Regions from separate parts of the Hordeum vulgare genome. Here region 1 is linked to region 2. The links are chromatin contacts, called in public Hi-C maps. All regions are on one chromosome and are shown on one strand. Each heading gives the region's core, a stretch centred on a gene start, on an enhancer-like site or on the middle of the called end of the contact. The rest is flanking DNA. Distances are from core to core; before and after follow the strand shown.

Region 1 (4,163 bases), core at 328-2,827, 150 kb before region 2:
CAGCATGGGAATGCAGATGAGGCACTTGGCTTGTTCAGACAGATGCAGGCCTCTGGTCTTCAGCCCAATTCAGGGCCAGTTGTTGGTGCACTATTAGCTTGTTCTGATCTTGGACTCTTGAAGCTAGGGAAGTCAATACATGGTTTCATCTTGAGGAGGCTTGAGCTTGACTGTATGGTAGGCACAGCAGTCATTGATATGTACTCAAAATGCGGCTCCCTGGCAAGCGCCCAAATGCTTTTCGATAAGGTTGTCTCGAGAGACTTGATTTCATGGAATGTGATGATTGCGTGCTACGGTGCTCATGGACGAGGCCGCGATGCCCTCTCTTTGTTCCAAGAAATGAAGAAAAACGAAGTGAGACCTGATCACGCCACATTTGCTTCTCTTTTGTCGGCTCTCAGCCACTCCGGTCTCGTAGAAGAAGGGAAATTCTGGTTCAATTGCATGGTTAATGAGTATGGAATTGAACCTGCCGAGAAACACCTGGTGTGTATAGTGGATCTCTTAGCTCGTTCTGGTCTTGTTGAAGAGGCCAATGGCCTGGTGGCATCATTGCACAGCAAACCAACCATCTCAATTCTGGTCGCTCTACTTTCAGGCTGCCTGAACAACAAGAAGCTGGAACTTGGAGAGAACACAGCAGAGAAGATCCTTGAACTACAACCTGGGGATGTTGGCGTCCTTGCCCTGGTCTCAAATCTCTATGCCGCCGCCAAGAACTGGGGCAAGGTCAGGGAAGTGCGCAAGCTAATGAAGGACCACGGCAGCAAGAAGGCGCCCGGGTGTAGCTCGATAGAGATACGCGGAGCACTGCACACGTTCGTCATGGAAGATCAGAGCCATCCTCAGCATAGACAGATCCTACAGATGGTCACGAAGCTCGACTCCGAGATGAGGAAGATGGGCTACATCCCAAAGACGGAGTTCGTGTACCATGACCTCGAGGAAGGCGTCAAGGAGCAGCTTCTGAGCCGCCACAGCGAGAGGCTGGCGATCGCCTTTGGGCTTCTGAACACCAGCCCAGGGACGAGGCTCGTGGTCATAAAGAACCTCAGGGTCTGCGGCGACTGCCACGACGCCATCAAGTACATGTCGAAGATCGCCGACAGGGAGATCGTGGTGCGAGACGCCAAACGCTTCCACCATTTCAAGGACGGAGCCTGCTCCTGCGGCGATTATTGGTGAAGGGTGTCTCGCGACACAACCTGTCCGTTGCCCATCAGCTCCGTCTTTGCTTGGTCTCAAATCTTTATGCCGCTACCATGAACTGGGACAAGGTCGTGCGGAAGCTAATGAAGCCCGGGTGTAGCTCGAATGCTCGATAGAGATACGCGGAGTTGACTGACTGACGTGGATCAGCATATAATAGGTGAGTGCCAGTTCCAGTTGTCCTCCTGTGCAACTGCAACACAGTGATTTGATTTTGACCAGATTTCATATATGAAACCGGGATAGCTACCTTTCAGAAAATTTGAAGGAAGGCTCTAGATCTTTCATGCTTCTCAAGCAACCTGATCGGATTTGACACCGTAGGGAGGATAAGCAGAATAATAACTGTGCAAACGTCTCTCATCAGTCATTGTCTGCTGAAATAAGTGGCACCCGAGTGCAGCTCCACAAGTCCACATATGCACTGCGTCTGCGTCGTCACCCCTGTTGAAATTGTGGCGAGAGTTGTAGGCGACCGTACCTCTGAATACATGACGCAGCGGTGGGTCGTCGAGGTTTACGGCGCCACGACTCTACCGCCACCACCAACACCAGTCCCGATCGCGACGTCAGCACCGCCCGTGCTCGGCGCGCCATCCCGAGCCTTCTCCGCACCGTCGTCAGTCCACGCACCGGCCTCGCGATCGTTTCGGTGTGCCTCGTAGCGGTAGTGCCCCGTCGGCGAGCGTGGCCGTCGCCGTCGGAGTGGCCGCGGGCGTCTCCTGCCGCGGGGCGGGGGAAGGCGACCCGAAGCGTGGCAAAGTTTTGCTTTGCCTTGCGTTGCTTTTCTCCGGGGGTTCGTCTTGTGGACTCATCGTGATCGCTACGAATCTTGACGTGGGAAGAGGGTCCAGATAACGCTGGCTGGACTGTCGTGGCGTTCGTTGGAGCTGCTAGTTGGTGAGGAAGAGGAACGCTTGCTTGTGAAGGAGTAGGAGTGGCGGGTCGGATGGACCTCACCTGCCCCATGTGGGAGCATGGCCATGCCGCTCGCTGCTCGAGGCTGCTAGGCTATAGCTATAGCGATTCAACTACTAGCAATTGGGCATCCGCTGCTCATGATTGGGATCGTTTTTCCGCTTGATCGTGCAGCTCTGGTTTGGCCCCGTCGTTGACTTGCCGATGAGTGCAAACTCGCCGGCTTTCGCACGACGCGGAATTTCGCGTCCGACTACAGCGCAACTCCTTTCTTCAGAAGATTCGCCGGTTTCATTTCATTGCAGAATGAAACCACATCATTCGAAAATAAACATTAATATCCCCCAAAAATGAAATTAGAAAAAAATCTTAATCTCTAATTATCTTGGCGCGTCCACGTGGGCCTTTTGAGATTTCCAGCTGGTCGACAATACCCGCGGGAAATTGCCACGGGAGCTTCGCTACGACGCATACCCGCCCGCCATTAACAATCGCAACCTGCCAATACCACCACCCTCCCCTTTCGCTTCTCTCGCGTCTCGCCACAACTTTAATTCAGCGGAAAAGGCCCCTTCCAACCACCGGCGCTGGACGAACGTGGGCGATGCTCCGGCCATCGCCGTATTCCTCGAGGCGTCTCCTCCAGAGCGGCGACCCCGGCCGCATCCCGGGAATCCCCCCGGCCGATCCGCCCGCCGGCGTCAGCTCAGATGTCGTCGTCATCCTCGCCGCCCTGCTCTGCGCGCTCATCTGCGTAGTCGGCCTCGCCGCCGTCGCGCGGTGCGCGCGCTCCCGCCGCAACGCCAACGCCAACGCCCACCCCTCCTCGCCGTCCGGTAGCCCGGCCCACGCCCTGGCGGCCTTCGGCGGGGCCGGCGGCGGGCATAACCACGGCGCTACGACTACTACGACGACAGGAGCGTCCGGGGGCAGCGTGACGACCACCATCAAGGGGCTCAAGAAGAAGGCGCTCAAGGCGCTGCCGAAGCTGGCGTACGCGGACGCGGTGGCCGCGGCGGCGGCGGCGAGGGGCGCCGTGGCGGGGGGCGAGGAGGAGGAGGGACAGGACGGGATCCTCGCGGAGTGCGCCATCTGCCTGACGGAGTTCGGCGAGCGGGAGGAGGTGCGCGTGATGCCGCAGTGCGGCCACGGGTTCCACGTCGAGTGCGTCGACACCTGGCTGCGCTCCAACTCCTCCTGCCCGTCCTGCCGCCGCCCCATCGTCCTCGACGACCCCGCGCCGCCCAAGCGGTGCCGCAAGTGCGAGGAGACCATCCTGGAGGCCGTCATCGCCTCCTCCTCGTCTGCCGGCGGCAGCCGCGGCGGCGGCCGCGGGGGGTTCTTGCCGTAGTAGCAGTAGAAGAAGCGTCATGTCCCCTGGCGGGTGGGTCCAGGTCGGTGTGGGTAGTTGAGCTGCCCCTTTCTGCTGGTGGCCCACGCTGCAGTACTGCCGCAGTGAAGTTTTTCTTCTGAAGTAATGGAAAGGAGAATAATTAGAGCTGTGAATGTGACTCTTTCCTACAACCTTTTTGGCCCTGCACTTGCACGACTCCTCCAGTACGTGTGGATGTGGGGAACATGACATCAGACTTGTAAAGAGCGTGCGTGGTCTCGTGTAAAAAATATATTAGTAGTACTATTTGTGCTGCATATAGCTTGCTCAAAAGAGGCAAGGCAAATACATTTTACATGTGAATTCGGTAAGCCAAAATATGCAGTTCGTGTCTGGAGATCTTTTTGGTGTGGAGAAATAGAGGGAAGCTGTGGAATAATAATGGCAGATGTGAAATATTGAATTCTTGGTATGGATGAACAAGAGAAACATGTTTTTTTAAAGGTCATGGAAGGCAAACTGCTCACCTAAACATTTCATTTAACCAATAATGACAAAATCAACTGTTTACATAAGCACATCCGAGTCATACGTATAACGGGACATGAAGAAACATATAGAAGTCGACAATGACATTGACAGGTGGCAGGGAGAAGATGATTTCAGTTACACGTGCACAAAGATTTCGGTCGCAGATTCC
Region 2 (4,529 bases), core at 95-2,594:
GCTGCGGCATGAGGGACATGGTAAACACCATGCAGTAAGAAAGGAACATCCCTCCTGACCCACTGAACTGCGGCAGCGTGTTCAGCAGCCCTCTAATGTCAGTCGGGGCGGTCTCCGAAATGTACAGAGGGACAAGGGTGACTGCCAAACCGATACCGAACCCGTCGATGAGCCTGGCCAAGAGCAACACATAGACGTTGGGCGCCCAGAGCATCACCAGGCCACTGACAAAGTAGAGGACAGACGAGGCGATCAGCAGGGGCCGCCTACCAACAGCGTCAGCCACCGCCCCGGAGAACGTCGTGATAACCGTCGCCCCGATGAGCGACATGGCCACGATGAGGCCCTCGATCAAGGGCTGGGTCTCCAGGCTGAACTCCTTCTTTATGTACAGGACGGCACCTGGAGAGATCACACCAGCAGGTCAACATGGTCAGCGTGAAGTCAAAGCATCTGCATCAGTTCAGAATTCAGAACATGTTGACACGGACTGAATTATCATGGTTCAGATGCCCAGATCGCGCATGAGACGGATCCGTTCAGAGAACTCGGAAATCTTGCGAGGATTTCGTTTCAGCCGCCTGATCGATTTAAAAAGATTGTAGAACAAGAAAGAATATCTGTTTTTACTACTGCTGCTGCTACTAGTACTACTACAAGCAGCTCCGCCAAATCCGTCATGATCGGAGCCGGCAAGATTCCCAATAATTGCCGCCACCTAACACGGGCCCCTGGGAAGCGCAGCAACACAAAGAGTATCTTCCCAACCGCGTCGAAAGGCCGGCTGTTTTTTCCGGAGGCACGGACGAATTACCTGCAATGGTCGCATTATCCCACCCCTGCAGCAGGTTCCCAATGGACGCCGCTATGGCGACCAGCACGGCGCCCGACGACATGGCCGCCGAATCCTACCACCTGCACAGCACAATCACCACCAACAACAACAGAACTCGTCAGCACCGCAAAGCTCGTAACAAGATATAACAACAACGACCACCACCACAACAACAACAACACCCAAGAAACAAATCAGATTCGACACAAGCAGCCGGCCACGGCCGCCTCTACCCCCACACGCACGCAGAAAACAAGCAGGGAAAGAGCTTCGGCCGAGGGCGGGCGCAAGCGCGCGCTTACCCGACGTCGGCGTCCGGAACTCGGGATCTCCGCTCGGGCACGGGGAGAAGCTGTGAGGAGTCTGGCGGGCCGGGCAGGCGTATAAGAGGGGGAGTCCCTGCCAACCCCGGAAGCTTTTCCCTCCCGCTGTGGCGTCGATTTCGCCCGGGGGCGAGAGTGGGGAGAGATATGAGGGAGTGTGGGGTGGGGACTCTGTCGACTATCATCTGGTGGCCTGTGCGCCAGGCTCCGATTTTTCTAGTGGTGTGTTCCTCCGCGCGCCGCTGGCCCGCTGCCGAGCCGCCACGACGCTGCCAGGCGGGGCCGAACGACCCCGGGGCCACGCGTCAGCTGGCGGTACGGGTGAGGCGGTGCGTGGGGCGTCTGTTGACGGGCGGGCCCGTCGCGGGCCCGAGGGAGGGGCAGGGCCGCATATGGGAATTATTGAACGGGGCGGGCGAGCCCGGATCCAACCTTCCCCTCTCTCTCTCGTCTCGTGCAGGACAACTAGCCATTTTGTACTTGTGCGATTAATTGATTTGTTTTTACGGAGGATCCGTGATGCGCTGTCACATGCCCGCTCCAAAACTAATGGCCCCTGCTGCTAGAGTCCAAGGGGGTGTAGTGTACCAGCTTGCAGCAGGGGGCGCTATACGGAATTTACAGGCCTCCATGTTCTGTGTTTTGAATCGTGTCTCCCTTTGCATGATGGTGGTGAGGGGTCGGGCGTATATAGAAAGAATCAACGATGCAGAATGACTGGGCTCTTGTGGTGTCGTGTTTGGGCGGCCCAAGCCCGCTCCTCCCGTGGCGGCTGGGTTTCTCTCCCACCATTGGCGTGTTGGTGCGGCGCCTTCGGGTGGTCGCTCGGTTGTCCGCGCTTGTGGTGGTGTGTTGCTCTTGAGTTTCGTCGTCTTTGGCGGTCGGTGGGGGTCTTTGTATTTTTTGTATTTAGTTTTTGTCCGGTCTTCCTTAATAAACCGGGCAACTTCTTTCTTATGTATAGAAATGTACAAATCATGTTTTTCTTGTGGGTTATTCGGCGGAAAAATGAATAAAGATGTTTGCCTAAGGTCTTACTTGGGTTCCAAGCTTGAGAGGAGGTTTATGAACAAAGTTTAAGCATGTGTTGGAAATACACTCGAATATGTTTACTGTAGGTTGTAGCCGATCCGATCAATATCGAAGAAGCAAAATATTGATCCAAATCGATTGTCTCGTTTCTTGCATCCTTCATTTTTTTAACTTCTATCTTTTACGGTTAAATCTACTTCGACGGAGATAGAGTGATTTTAGTCTCAACGGTCTCATCATGCTTCCTAGATGGGAATCATGGAAGATGGACAAGGGAGGTTTGTGGCGGCAAACAAATATAGATGTGTCATCCACCGTCATCATCGTGGGAGTCCATCAACCATGTCTCGCGGAGTGTGTCGTGGACGCATATGACCTAACAAGTTGTTTTCATGGGACAAAGCATCACGATCAATCGGCTCATTATAGGCTCACATATCATGCATCAGGTGTTCGATCTGCATGTTATTGGCCACACTACAAGATGGTATTATGATATGATGTGGTCATATGTACCAATGAGACCCGATGGCGCACAAGGATTATGTATGTATCAAGAAACTTGGACTTGAAATAAAAATTCAATTCATACTACTTAGATAGACTATGTAGATAATATTTGACGAGACATGTCAACATGGTTATATGTTTTCCTAATGCATTCTAATCCTCTACAACACTAAACTTTCTAGTTTTGAAGAGCTCACATTTAATTGAGATCTCCAATTAGAATTGGGTCACCTGATTTTGACCGGGTAAACAATTTTTTAAAGCTCTCTTCTTCAATTCTCTATACTATACACTATGCTTCCAAATTTTTAAGGCCTCACAACTAATTGAGGTATTCAATTTCGAATTAGGTCATCTGGTTTTGACTCGGTCAACAATTTTCCAAGCTCTTCCATTCAATTCTTTTTATTCACTATGTTCCCTAATTCTTCCAAGTCAAGAGCAAAAATATTGCATCCCAATATTAAACAAATAAAGTATGGAAATTCATTTTATGATGAATCTAAAAATACCAACTAGATATTATGAATTTTGATATATTCCTTTACAAATTCGATCAAACTTAAAAGGTTATCTTTTCAAAAAAATCATACATCTTACATTTTGAAATATAGTGATTATTTATATTAGAAATCCAACAACATCAATGACGCAGCAAAGCGCGCAAAACCCTTCTAGTAAAGAACAAACCCAAGGGGTTTCAAACTTAAGATATGCATCTCTCTATCAACAAGAACGCCATCTCGTTTTGTGGAGTGATAATAGTCCGTCTTAATAAAACATGCCTGAGAATGGTTGGTTCTCTTGTAAACTTTTTCTTTGCATGACTCTTCATAATGAATATAGATCTAGTTGCGCCGATCCTCGTAATTCAACATCGACTAGCTATGCACGTGTGTTGCTACACGCAATAAATTTCGTTACCGAAATAAAGTTGTTGATTCGCATTTAGTGGTTTACCAAGATTTGTATATTGTTATAGTAAAATACCATGATTCCTCCATGAAAGCGTACTATATGCGTTGAATATGCATTCAATGGCTTACCAAATATACAATATAAATATTTTTGCTTTTATTCAGAAGGTATTACCATTACCAAAGCCAGTTTAACAAAAGAAACTACCCCCTAAAACGAAATATAAAACTGGGTGTGTGTGAGGAGAGCATAATGTGGATACGAGATGTGGAGGGGGTGTCGGTGGAAGACTGACGAAAGACAAAACCTTGTGTATTTTTGAAGTAGGAGAGATTATTTTGCGCATATTTTGTAAGGAGAACGTATCAATCGAACTACTATAATTGATCCATCCTATGGCATCTTATGTCCATACAAGCATACAAACATACAAGATCAGAAATCAGATATTATTCTGGAGGAGACGGGTACAACAGTTCTTGAAACGGACGGCTGCGGACCAGGTTGCCCCAAAGATCGAGTGGCCCCGTCGATCTCTAGACAATTTGAAAGAGTGCCTCACAATAATCGTAGGGGGAAATGGGCCCGAAACCGCACGTCGAAGACGCTCATCGAGACGGTGACACATTCTTTGTTTCTATAATTCCCTGGTGTAAAGTTTCCTACTTTATTCCAGATGGTGCCGTGTGATTGCTGCAGCGAGGCACAGGCCATCCACCCTGTCACTCTCTGCTTTACGACGAGAGATCTACTTGATATTTTGTGTGATTGTTTCGATCTAGATGCGCTTGCCGTGGCATCGATCGCTAATTAATTCAGGAGGAAACGAGGACGTCTAGATATTCGCTGCGGACACTGGACAAGGAGTAGGTTATGAGAGTTGGGCTCACCTCAAAAATCTATTCACGAAC

The links. A called contact is a pair of places that touch in the nucleus more often than the background predicts.
Region 1: a Hi-C map of seedling shows a contact between it and region 2, with 3 times the contacts expected there. The contact joins the promoter of LOC123437427 here to the promoter of LOC123437395 in region 2. A contact is called at or near these places in 4 of 6 Hi-C or Micro-C datasets (leaf, seedling and an unstated tissue) and 1 of 1 datasets of contacts at active chromatin or transcription factors (embryo).

Annotation. Positions count from the first base shown.
Region 1 is chr1H:364,936,240-364,940,402 of MorexV3_pseudomolecules_assembly, reverse strand. LOC123437427 (probable E3 ubiquitin-protein ligase ATL44) reads left to right here and starts at 1,577. Exons shown (of 1, transcript XM_045115709.1): 1 at 1,577-3,841. The coding sequence starts at 2,735. The coding sequence ends at 3,481. LOC123437411 (putative pentatricopeptide repeat-containing protein At3g25060, mitochondrial) reads left to right here. Exons shown (of 1, transcript XM_045115708.1): 1 at 1-1,473. The coding sequence ends at 1,188.
Region 2 is chr1H:364,790,446-364,794,974 of MorexV3_pseudomolecules_assembly, reverse strand. LOC123437395 (monosaccharide-sensing protein 2-like) reads right to left here and starts at 1,344. Exons shown (of 6, transcript XM_045115706.1): 1 at 1,138-1,344; 2 at 815-915; 3 at 1-402. The coding sequence starts at 896.